Regions from separate parts of the Zea mays genome. Here region 1 is linked to region 2. The links are chromatin contacts, called in public Hi-C maps. All regions are on one chromosome and are shown on one strand. Each heading gives the region's core, a stretch centred on a gene start, on an enhancer-like site or on the middle of the called end of the contact. The rest is flanking DNA. Distances are from core to core; before and after follow the strand shown.

What was found. A called contact is a pair of places that touch in the nucleus more often than the background predicts.
Region 1: a Hi-C map of tassel shows a contact between it and region 2, with 2.9 times the contacts expected there. The contact joins the promoter of LOC103639279 here to the promoter of LOC113687178 in region 2. A contact is called at or near these places in 2 of 25 Hi-C or Micro-C datasets (endosperm and tassel).

Annotation. Positions count from the first base shown.
Region 1 is chr9:144,504,462-144,511,239 of Zm-B73-REFERENCE-NAM-5.0, forward strand. LOC103639279 (L-ascorbate peroxidase 1, cytosolic) reads left to right here and starts at 3,185. Exons shown (of 9, transcript NM_001370758.1): 1 at 3,185-3,390; 2 at 3,501-3,675; 3 at 3,785-3,850; 4 at 5,494-5,542; 5 at 5,783-5,868; 6 at 5,952-6,031; 7 at 6,189-6,291; 8 at 6,368-6,426; 9 at 6,502-6,778. The coding sequence starts at 3,272. The coding sequence ends at 6,517.
Region 2 is chr9:144,321,693-144,328,100 of Zm-B73-REFERENCE-NAM-5.0, forward strand. It overlaps LOC113687178, which reads right to left and starts at 3,123. Exons shown (of 3, transcript NM_001367489.2): 1 at 2,188-3,123; 2 at 487-754. The coding sequence starts at 2,834.

The DNA.
Region 1 (6,778 bases), core at 1,935-4,434, 180 kb after region 2:
CGGGGGGCGAACGGGCTTGGTGCGCGGGAGTCTTGACATTGAACCGAGGTGCTGTCTGGTTTACAAAATGTAACGGAAAGGGTAATGATAATGGTTTACACTCAATTACTGACGGTAACAAGTTTAAATAGTTCGGTATCAATTTTTAGTATGATATCTGATTACGGTTAAATTAAAACAAACATGATTTAACGTTATCACTTAACCATTATGTTACAAATATATGAACCAAACGGCACCCAAGACCCTAGCAATTCCCGGCGCGAATCCTTGTGTTCGAGCATCTAGCTCAGCTCGGTCGATCGGCTCCAACTCCAAGTAGAAGTACCGCAGCAGTAGAAAGTAGAATATTCGATCATGAGCACGCGCGCACTCCTGGATTGGGCGTTAAGGTAATCTGCTGGATACACACGCACACGCACGCTTGCTCGTTCCGGTTGCGGACTTTGGACTGTCACTCGTTGTCCTCGTTGCTCTTGCTCGTCAGCCATCACCGCCCTTCGTCACCGGCTCACCGCATTCGCATACGTGAGATCGTCTGGTACTCTGGTTACGCTTGGCTGCCTGCGTGTTCAGGATGCCTTGGGCTTGGTTCTCTCAGAGTAGCCCGCAATACAGGCCCAGATCTGTTTCGGCCGCTGTTTGGGAGCTCTAGCTGGGCCTCCAGCGGATGCATTGTTTCTTACTACTGTAGCCTGTAACGTTCCTTTTAAAAGGCCGACAATCAGCGAGCCCAGGTAGCGGATCGTGGTGACTGGTGAGGTGGAACCGGCAAACAGAGAGCCGTCGTCGCGAATCCCGCAAAGCAGCCCACGTAAAAACGCGCGCAGTGGGATGGATGGGATCCACATCCACGACCAAGTGGAATCGCCGGAAAGGAAAAGACAACAGTTTCCGCCGATGCCGTCCCGCCGTGCGGCTGTAGCGTCCATGAAAGTCGCCATCACCATCAGTTTCGCGCGAATCAGCTCGTGTACAGTTGATGCGGTTGGCCCATGGCCGCCCGTGGTGACCCACTGGTCCGGGGCGGTTAGCCGGTTACTGGGGTGAGTGTACTTGGTGGAGCTAGTTAGCTGGATCGGAATATGCTTCTTGCTCGCAGTCGCAGTCGCAGTCGCAGCCTCCCACGATCGTCTGTACTAGTATGGCTTTGGCTGATTCCGAGCCCCTTTTTTTTTATCGTTTTCCTCTTACGATTTTTTTTTGTTTCTACAAGTCTACAACGGCGGGGACGGACTGGTTTGAGGCAATAGCTGAGGTGGAATGCAAGACAGGCCAATCGTGCGTGTGTTCTCCACGTCTTATCTGCAGTTTAGAGAGCTAATAAACTTGCACATTGGTCTGTCAGGTCTAACCCATCTTTTTGACTTTGGCACCGTCGCACCGACACCGAGTCACCCTGTCTGACTAAAACTGGAACGGATAGGGATGGCAGTGGGTAAGGTACCCAGTGGGCACACAAAGCCATACCCATACCCACTAGGAAAAAATTGACCCATACCCATACCCACTACCCGTCATGGGTACAAAATTACGTCATACCCATACCCACCATGGGTAGCGGGTATCCATCGGGTACCCATACCCATTAACATTACGATAGACATTATCATTTGAATCGCAAAAATAAGTACCAGCATAACAAATGTATCGAACCCAACATAATTTTATCACAGGTTCAACAATATTCAACATTAAATAACAATATCATGCCTTCAAATCACACAAAACATAGCATTGATTCTACAAAACTGTGGACAAAACATAGCATTCATTTTATATGAGATATATAAATCCGGACCGGGTACCCACGTATCATATATTAACGGGTTCCCCACCGGGTAGCGGGTATGGGGCAACAGAGAACATACCCACGCCCACCGTACCCGATGGACATAACAAATGACCCAATAAAATACCCATGGGTATTAAAATCCGCCATACCCGTGCCCTAATAGGGTTTTTACCCATCGGGTTTCGGGTTTCGGGTACCCATTGCCATCCCTAGGAACGGATGCTTCACGATGTAAATTTGCAGCTCGCGTCCAGACGCCCGTCTTCGGGCGGGCCAATAAAGTTCCTTCTAAGACCTGTAGGACCAAATGGTCAGATTCCCCAGATCAGGCTAGGCCTGCGACTGCTCTAGAATTTAGCCTAAAAACAAACTACTTCTTAGCGTCTAGGTTTAAATAAATAAATCTATACAACTTGCAACCTAATCTAATGCTTTAAAAGCATTATAAGATATTTTGGTTATTTTTTTCCTCATGTACCAAATTGATATAAATTAAACATATGTAGTACCGGATTATAAACTATTTTATATGTTAACGTTTAGATTCAAATTCTGGGCCCGTCACTTGATGTATGTATGGTCACCACCACGATGTTCTTTTCAATGAAAAAAAAAACTGGCTACCGAAATGGCTGATCGTGATCGTGTACTTTGGTGTTGGCGTTCGGCTGCAGTTTCATGCTGTTGCGGCTGCAGTATGAACGAATTGAATAAGGCAGTTTGTACTCTGTAGTGTAGTAGTTGCAGCCACGCTTTTATTTCTTTTCATCTAATGCTCGTTCAAGACTCGCTGCAAGCATTTGTTGCTAGCTCGTCCCATTTCTGGAATAGATAAAAAAAACAAAATAGATAAATGGGAACGAGCTTCTGAGTTGTGCGTGAGAAAAAAAGGATCACGAGAGGATGAAAACTTGGACCAAAACTTCTGATTTTTAAACGTGGAGGAGAAACGAATCTGTACCTGCGCTCTGGTGTACCCATTGCTGGTCCTCGTCAGATCGTTCCCATCACCACGTTCACGGCAAGGTGTACCATTTGCCAGTAAACATCGCAAAAACAATACACTTTTGTAGGGTGGGGGCGGCCTGTTTCATTCATGGCCGGCTTGCTGTTGCCCCTTGCCGTGGAGGCGTGGCGTGGACGTGGAGTGAGTGGGGATGGATCAGGCCGGTGGCACGCTGCTCGAGAAATAGTCAGCCGGCCAGGGCCACCAACCGCGCGCCTCATGGTCCAATCATGCGCGTCCAAATGTGCATCCTTTCTGGCCGCACGATCGCTAGGATTAACGGCCACAATGCATCCTACGAGAAGCTTCCCTTTCTCCCATCAATCCTCCGGACCTCCGTCCTATAAACCGCCGGGGAGCGTGGCGGCCATTCGACGCAGGCACCCAGACCCAGCAGCTATTGTGGTCGTCCCTCAGCCGCGTCGCACCGCATCGCATTCTACGATTCGAAGCTCTCTCTGCTCGCAGCCATGGCGAAGAATTACCCAACCGTGAGCGCCGAGTACAGCGAGGCCGTCGAGAAGGCCAGGCGCAAGCTCCGCGCCCTCATCGCCGAGAAGAGCTGCGCGCCCCTCATGCTCCGCCTCGCGTAAGCCTTCCCTCCCCCGCGCGCGCATTTCCAGATCTTTGTGGGGGGGGGGGGGGGGGGGGGGGAGCCTTTTCGGTTGCCTGATCTGCAGCTCACGTTTAATCGCGCAGGTGGCACTCCGCGGGGACGTTCGACGTGTCGTCGAGGACCGGCGGTCCCTTCGGTACTATGAAGTGCCCGGCGGAACTGGCTCACGGCGCCAACGCGGGGCTGGACATCGCGGTGCGGCTGCTCGAGCCCATCAAGGAGGAGTTCCCCACCCTCTCCTATGCCGATTTCTACCAGGTCGGCCCCTGATCTCGCATCGATCTGGTTGGATGATTCGATCTGCCCGAATCGATGTGCGTTTTGACCGTGTCCCTTGCTCCCTTTCTCTCTCTGCTCTTCTTTGCAGCTTGCCGGAGTTGTGGCCGTCGAGGTCACCGGTGGGCCTGAGATCCCCTTCCACCCCGGCAGGGAGGTGAGATTTTTCATCCATTTCTCACTATCTTTGGGGTTTAGGCAGGGTTTAAGTTCTTGTTTCGAAATCTCCGAGGGGGTTGGTGTGAAGGTCGTTCAGTGAGATCGTGGTTGTTTACTCCAACTAGCGATAACTCTCATCTGTTTGTTTTTTTGTCATCTGTTTGGGACATATCCATGCAATCAAATCATCCTGAGCATCAAATCTAGATCCAATGTTTTCATATGGAAGGGATTAAATATAAAATAGATACCATTTCAGATGAAAAGGGTTAAATGTAAAATAATCGTCACTGTTGGATTTTGATTGAATAACCAGATCACTTGATTACATGCTTACACCATCATGATTGATTGCACAGGATATGTTTCCGTAGATACCTCCCACAGTCAGCGATAACAATTTATTCCTGACACGTGATTTTATTTCTTCACGTAACCTTTATTTTCCTTTGACATTTTTTTGAGGCTTGTGTCCACACATCTTTCTGGTCTGTGGGTTCATTGTTTCGTGTTGACATGGACACCAGTTTATGTTTTGATTATATTGTAGTTATAGATATTATCTTTGAATGGTGGGCATTATGCTGCAAAAGCAATTTAGCGGTTTAATCTGATGTTCATCAATATTTGAGATGCAGTTTCCTTGTTGGTACTCATTAATTCCTCGTCTCTTGAAGACGTGATAGGAAAGTCACATCAGTAACTTTATTGCTTGTTTCATACTTTTTAGTATGGGAAAGGATGCCACTAATAACTAGGTATCAAAATTATGTTGTTAGAAGCTGTCTCTAACATTATGGTTCCATCTGTATTGGTTTGCAATTCGAGAGTATTCATATAACCTTTTGCAAATTAATGTTGAAATGCTGGATTTATCACGGATATGGAAAATTAATCTGTTGTTTTGTCATTTTGTATTGTTCTACATCCAACTTTTTTTATTGCTTTGAATGATGATATATTCAATTATTTTGCAATACTGTTTAATTCTTGTCATCTTGTGTATATATTATGTTGAGTTGGTAGGTCATGTGATGAGGTATAATATAATTGTGCCCTTATCCTGTTATACATTTATATGTTGGCCAATACAATACCATATCTTAGGTCTTTGTATCTTTATTGGGGAGGTCCACTTCTCTTCTTGGATGCACTGAACATTCCAGAGTATGCTATTGGGTATGAGTTGTATGGTTGAGTCGAGGCTTTTCATGCCGTCTAGATGATGAGGTGCATGATGTAGATTATGCACACGTATAGTTCCAGTTGATATGTTGTCAAATTATACACACATAGACCATAAACTTTCTGCATGGTGTCCAGAGCTGATAATATTTTCCCTTGATTTGTTGTTACTATGTGTTGGGTGACAATTAGTTAACCTTTGGTGATAAAGTTGCTCGATTCTATCTCTTCTCTTTTCTAATAACTATAGAGAAACATGACTGAGAAGGGTAGACCTTTGCAGTGGTGAGAACTGAGTCAGGGGAAGGCTTGCTCGGTTTATCCCTTCCGCACCCTACTCATGTGGGAGTCTACTGCACTGGATCTTTTCTTTTTATAGACATGACTGAGTGATGATGTTATTTGTTCCATGCCTTTTTCGTCATCAGTATTTATATCTTTCCTTGTCTTTTTCAGGACAAGCCTCAGCCGCCACCTGAGGGCCGTCTTCCTGATGCCACCAAGGGTAGATTTCTAATCTTTACTAGATTGGCATGAATGCTGAGTTAATGGGTTACATTGACCTTGCATCTTTTTTTAAGTGTTTCAAAGATGTTGTTTTGGCATCCCTGTACCCAGCTTGCTTTGGGTAACAGTGGTTCCTTGTAGCCAAGGCACCGCATAGGCGGCCAGACCAAACACTCGTTTTCATGTCACTTCTATTGACACGAGGACTGGCACTTGCTGCTTGCTTTTTTTTAACCAGGTTCTGACCACCTGAGGCAAGTCTTTGGCAAGCAGATGGGTTTGAGTGATCAGGACATTGTTGCCCTCTCTGGTGGCCACACCTTGGTTTGTTGCTGTCCACTCATGTTTGCTTCAGGAATTTAATGTGTATGCCTGTACTGATTTAGTTTTCTTTGAGGTTTTATTAGGGAAGGTGCCACAAAGAGCGGTCTGGTTTTGAGGGGGCCTGGACTACGAACCCTTTGGTCTTTGACAACTCTTACTTCAAGTGAGTGTATGTCTTGTTTACTATTGAAAAGCAACTGCATTTAGTTAAGAAATACTTAAAATTTGTTTACCTTTGTTATGTCATTACTGGGCAGCTGAATGCTGTGCTAGAAATTAACAGCCATCCCATATATCCTACTATTCCCATATTTTCATAGGGAACTTCTGAGTGGCGACAAGGAGGGCCTTCTTCAGCTCCCAAGTGACAAAGCCCTGCTGAGCGACCCTGTCTTCCGCCCTCTTGTGGAGAAATATGCTGCAGTATGTCCTTGGTCATTATTATCCAGGGTATGGAGATTCATAGGGAGGCAAGTACTGATTATCGTGTGCTCTGTAGGATGAGAAGGCATTCTTTGATGACTACAAAGAGGCCCACCTCAAGCTCTCCGAACTGGGGTGAGTAACCATTGGTTGCACAATGTGTGATTGGTCAGTGGAACAAATCTGATCGTTTACTCTTCTGGGGTGCAGGTATGCTGATGCTTAAATGGTCCATATCCTGGAGCGGGACACAAACTGCTGCCTGTATGGACTCGTGCGATTCAGGGTGAACCATCAGATTGTCTAGTGTCTTCTTTGTAATAAATTTATCTGTTCTTGGTACTTTGTCTATGGTTGAATCGGAACCCATTTTCCGTTTGCCTAGATTCTTAATTTCTGGTGCTGTATCCAGCTGAAACTAGTAGATCTATGATCTTGTGGCTGCAGCATGTTCTTGTCACTTTTATCTGGTCTCCGTTGGTTCGGT
Region 2 (6,408 bases), core at 1,873-4,372:
GCACCCACGCCATTTGCTAGAAGAAAACCAGCAGCTAATCATAATCAACATGAGGAGGCTGTGTGTTAGTGACCTGTCACCGCCTGACCGGTGAATCGGGTTGATGTGTTTGACCCGGGAAAGTTAGGACAGATGGGCCACGACACGAGACATGGCTCGGGCTTTCCCCCCTCGGCTCGTCCTCCCTCCCTATCACACAGCTCACAGATACAGAACTACCTGTGCGGCTGTGCCACATGCAGGAGCCACGACCGGCGCGCTAGCCGACGGCCGAGACGCCGCTTTCATGGCGGAAATGCGTCTTTCAATCTGACCCATGAAAAACCCGGGGCCGTCTTCAACGCAAGGGCGCCGTGCGAAAGGCGAGGCGAGCGCTTGCTAATTACGTACAGCAGTATACTCTGGGGGTGGTACATCACATGCATGTCGTGTCGAAAGTAGTAGGTGCGTGAAGGGTGAGTGATCGGCCGAGCGACTGACACTGACCTGGGACTTGTCGGGCTCGGAGGTCGGGTAGCGGCCCCAGCGCTCGGGGTCCCAGAGCACGGAGCTGTTGAAGGCGAAGCCGTGGACGTCCACCTCGCCAGAAGGCCTCGCCCTCGCGGTGGAGGTGGTAGAGGCAGCAGCCGCGGTGCCGTCGCTCAGGTCCTGGGAGAACCAGCCGGTGACCGCGGACGAGCTGCACGCGGGGCCCCGCACGACGACCTCCCTCTCGTCCCGCCACATCGTCGCCACCGGCCACGCACCGAACGCGCTGCAAAAGAATTATTGATCAGAGGTCGTCAGATTCTCGATCAGCGTTTCACGAGACAGATCGTGTCGTGAGTAGTTTGTGTCTGGAGCGCTCCTGTGTGTACGGTAACATACGTAACAGCTAGCAGTGTCCTGTCCATATATGTCACGTTATTGCCGTTTCTAAGATGCAGTCAAATGCCAAAGCTGGTCCGCTAATCACTGAACATTAAGCTAGGCAGCCCCAAAATATATACCACTGGGACATTCATTAACAGAGCAGGTCGCAGGTGTAGCTAGCCGTGCGTACTATCTGACCAGAACACCATGTGATGATGGCGGTGGTGTTCATATCTATCAGACAGCGGGTAGGCGAAATCGCAGTACAGACTGGACACGCGTGTTGTTGAATCGCGAAAGCTGGTTAGCATGATTGCTTGCCGCCAACAAAAGGCAGGCTTTGAAGCAAAGCAAACTTGAAAGAAGGGCGGATTTACGCGTTCAGTTCAGAAGAAACGTGACTGGAAACCCGGGATTGGCACGAGCACGAGCGGGAAGATTTATTTGTGAGGCGGCGATGCAACGGCCGTGGATCCAACGGCAATCGGCATGGAATGCAACCGCGCTCTGGCGTCCGCGGTCACCACCACCATTTCTTTTCCGGGCGCCCTATCAGATACGACGCCGGAGGCTCTCCCGGCCCCGTTAGTTGAGGGGTGGCAATCATCATCTCGCCGACACGTTTTGGGCGTCTCGTACGCTACCACATGACCGGCGACCAAACCGGTAGAGCACACCGGACGGACACCAGCCACCCGTCGTGATGTCGCCCGACCACGGCTGTACCGCGACACTTGCAGTAAATAAAATAAAATAAAATAAAACAAATAAAAAGGACGCAAAGGAACAGAGGCAAAGGCAGCACGGATGTCTGTCTCTCTGTCTGTACGCCGAGATCTGAAGTGCGAAGAGTAGTCGTACAGTACAGCGCAGGCCGCAGGCCGCAGGCCGCAGGCGCCGGGAAAAGGAGTCCAAGTGGCCGCCAAAAGGGAAAGGACCCTTGAATGGCGGACGCCGGGAGCGGCAGGGCGACCTCCTCACAGCACATGCCCCGGATTCTCACCGCCCGCAGAGGTCAGCAGGCGGTGGCTGGCTACTGTGCTCTGTGCGTGAGCTGTTGCTCTCGGGACGACAGCCTGACAAAAGCCGCTCGCAGCGAGCGATGGCTACTGTGCTTTGTGCGCTAGCGCCCATGGCGTGATGGCGTTGGCGTCGACGTGCGCCTAGCTTATATTTTGCTCGCATCAGGAAAGATCGGCGCTCGCTTTAACCATTTCCCTTCGTTTTGTTTGACTGCCGTGCAATGAAAAAAAGCAGCGAGCTTTGCTTCGGCAATACGCGACGCGACCCGACGCGAAGCAAGGATGATGGATGGCTGTGTGGTACCTAACCTACCTGATCTCCCTGATCTGGTCGAAGAGGCGGAGGTCCAGCACGTCGTCGAGGCCCGCGAAGAGGACGACGCCGGCGAGGCGGTGGTGCTCGACGTGCCCGAGCGCCACGTTGCGCTGGTGGTGGCGCTCCTTGCCCGCGCCCGCGGCGGTGAAGTTGTCCCTGTACGTCAGGTGGCGGTACATGAGCCCCGTGGCGCGCAGCTGCCGCGCCGTGGCCGGCGCGTCCGGGGCGGCCTCCACGACCACCCACAGCAGCGGCGGCGCCACCAGCCGCAGCGCGTGCGCCGTCCGCGTCAGCGCGGCGGCCCGCTCGCCGGACGCCACGGGCGTCGACTCCGTCGTCGTGACGACCACCAGGAGCGGGCGCGGAGACGCTGCCCGGTCGTAGCCAGGCCCCGCGCCGTGCGCCAGCAGGCTCCGGTTCAAGGCCCCGCCCGCCGGCAGCGCCCGTACCACGTGGCTGCTGCTGCTGCTGCTGCCCGCCGCCGCCGCCGCGGACGTCCAGTCGGACACGGACGACGGCGCGAAGCCGGTGAAGAAGCCCATGACGAAGCAGAGGGAGGAATGCAGCAGCGCCTTCTTCCACAGCTGCGACCCCTGCTTCTTGCCCCGCCAACCGGCGCCACCGTGGTCCGTGGACGACCCCATCACAGAAGCCAACCAGCAGAACGGCGCCTCTGCTTAGCTCCTCGTTCGAGCTACCGGGACCGGGACCTGGCCTCGTGTCGCTTAATCGGCGTCGCGTCGTGTCAAAGCCCTGGGCTATGCAAGCGTCGCCTAAATAACGAGGTAGCTTAGCTAGACGCCTAGACCGACGGGCCGCAGCAGCAAGCGCCAAGCGGCCAAGCGGTGTTGGGGAGGCAAGTGAATTTGGTAGTGGTGGTGGTTTAAAAAGGGCGGGAGGTGGCGAGCAGGGGAGGAGCGCCGCGAGGAGACGAGACGAGAGGACAGGATGGCAGCAGGCTAGAGCGGAGCGGACGAGGGGAGAGGATGTCGTGTTGGTGTCACGCTTTTTTTCTTCCCTTTATCATCCCGGAGCAGCAGCAATCATAAGGTGTGCCGTGTGCGAGCAAGTGAGGCACTAATTACACTTCCCCAACCAAGCGTATATGTGTGCGTGTGTGTGTGTCTGCGTGGCAGGATGGTGTAGTTTCTTCGTAGCCGTGGCTCGCCGCGTGGTGTCTCGCCCTCGCCGCCAGTGCCACTAGCGGCGTGCTATACTATGCCAGTCCCATTCCGAACTCTTGCCCGTGCCCGTGCTTCGCTAGTACTACTACTGTATTTTAGTGTACGCCTGTAGTGCATGAAGATACCACGTCACTTGTAGAGTTGTCTCCGTTATGCTCGGCCCTGCCACTGCCAGTGCCATCCCTCCTTGGACCATCCATTTTACAAAGCCAACGTATAGACCAGATTAAGGGGGTGTTTGGTTTCTAGAGACTAATGTTTAGTCCATTCATTTTATTCCATTTTAATCTATAAATTGTTAAATATAGAAACTACAATATAGTTTTAGTTTCTATATTTGACAATTTTGGAACTAAAATGGAATAAAATGTAGGGACTAAAAATTAGTCCCTAGAAACCAAACACCCCCTAAGCACAGAGTACTCTGTACCTGGCATACAGTTTAAACTAACTCTGACGTATGTAGATAACGACAGTGGTTGGTCACTCTAATCTGGTGACTGCACTACTGCATGTAAGCAACAATTTCAAGGTTTTTTTTGTGTGTTTGGTGAGCGTGAGAGAGGGTGTCGGCCTGGCGGGGGAGCTAGTGGGCAGCAGGCAGCAGCGGCAGGTGGCGGCCGGTTGGGTGGGGATCCGGAGCGGGGAGTAGAATCCAGAAGCACTAGCGTCGGGGTCGGACGTTCACCTTCTATGGTAGTTGAGTTGAGGCCCTCTTTTGGTGGGTTCCAGATGTTGGTGTCTGATCTGAACTGATGTGGTGCCTGCCATCGTTTCTGACCGACCCCCACGGCACTCGCGTCGATGAACGCTTTTCTCCTTCCCAGGCTCCCAGCCCAGCCCGGTCTGGTCTGGTCTTCTGCTGTGGCCTGCTCTGTCCGAGCTGATTGTCAGCAACCGGCTGGGTCGTGGGTACTGAGTACTGACCCCCGAATGTTTGTCAGTCGTCAGTCAGCTCAAAAGGCACGTTGTTATTCAACCATCAGAAGGAATGACAGCAAGCATGTTTCGCCCCCACAACCGCCACAGGCCCCATTCTTCAGAGGCGAGTTGCTCAGACCCAGAAAAAAAAAGAGGAGGAGGAAAGAAACCTGGACCATCTGACATCGTCTCGCTTTGCTCAATGTTCGTCATTCATCATTCGTTTGCCTTGCCGCTCATGAACAACTTTGCCGTTCAAAAGCGACCACCTTTCTGTCTCCTCCCGATTATTTGGCACCCTAGTAAAATGGTGACGATGGACATCCGTACTCCACAGCAATAGTAGTAGCACCTAGCAGCCCGTCTCGTGCATCTTGCAGATGAAGCAAGGAGTTGGTTACGACGGAATGAAACCCGCCACCCAAAAGCCGAAACAGGGGAAATGGAAACAACCAGAGGACAGGACACAAGGGCCGACACACTTTCCCGACGAAGGACGAACTCGGCGGCGCTCCGGCCTGCGACTGCGAGGTCTGAGCACATGGAACGCAACGCACCAACCATTCCGTCCTTTTTCCGTGCACGTTCAGCAGCGAAACGTTTCTTTCGCCTAATAACGCGGATTTCCCTCCGGTTCTGTCGGTCGCGGGGCCAAGGGAGAATCCGTGACGAATACACACCTGCTACTAGTATACTAATTGACCTCGGATTTATTTTTTTTCTCAAAAGACCCGGCTGAGCTAGCACGAAACTTAAAAAATGCCGCCGGAGCTAATCTTCCTTTCGGGCTTGTTCGTTTCACCGTTAATCCATGTGGATTGGGTGGTATTGAGTCGGTTTAATTCCATCGCAAGTCAAAATACATTCCAATCCATCCCAATACACACCAATACACATGGAATTGAAATAACCGAACAAGGCCTTCCTTGGATCGCAATACACGTGCGGAGGATGAGCTGGATTCTCGCGTTTTTCATATTTGCCCATATATGATATGAGATGAGGCTTCGCGTGCACCGACGCAGGCTTAGCTAGCGCGCCCCGTTCGTTGGTGTTGTGGGCTGCAAGTTTATTAACGATTTTAAATATATGCAAATGCGGTTGTTACGTTACGATTTTAAATATATGCGTGCTTCCGTCTACTAAGCCGGTCAGTAGTGAACCGGCCATGTACCTTGTCACTACGCTATCTGTACGCGCACGGCCACCACCAGATCCAACTTACCCGAGCCCCCCGAACAGTCTCCGATCCGTCGCGCTCGCACGGCACGTACATCATGTCACCGCAACCGGCGGAGTTCGGCTGGCGTTTTCTGTCCGGCCGGGTAGAAGGAAGAAAAAAAAACGCGGTGCACCTCATTCAATTGCTGCATGGATCCAGCTCGCCGGCCTTGACTTCGCTGATGTGGCTACGCGACGGCGGCGGCGAAATTTTGCCCCCCACCCCTCTGTCCGGCGGCGTTGGGCCGTCGATTCGTGGGCGGGTTTGCTGTGTATGTGTGACGACGTGCCGGCGGCCGTCGTACTAGTCAAATTGGAGCTCTTTGCATTGTGTGTGTTGTTAGGTGCTACGTTCCACCTACCAAGGCCAATTCTGCTTACGGGCTTGGTTCATAGCGTTTTATCAGTTTCATAGCTCACAGAGCTTTCAGAAAGAAAGAAAAAAAAAGGTGCATCTTGTTTATATCACTACAAAACATACATATGATGTAGTGATGTACCATACCAACAAATGGTGGAACCCAGTGATAAAAAATGGCAAAAAAGAGGAGAGGGTGTCCTTTCAGGGTAACCTTTCCCCCCTTTTTCTCCCACCAGAAGTTTGATTACACAGTACGGTTCATTGGTCTCATGCAACAATTGACTACCTTATTTTTTTCAAAGTATTTCCATTTTTTCAAAAAAAAAAAACTATTTTTTCTTGAAAAAACAAAAATCATTTAAAAAATAGGTTACCAAACTAGCCTTTAATGTTTTTTTTTCCTGACGTGTACGTGAGGACTGGGGGAAATATTCTGCTCGACCTGCAAGCTCCAGAGACAAAGAAAACTTAGTGCTTGCTTGGAAACTTAACGGGGTGTTTGGTTTGAGGATTCACTTCATCCAAAATAAA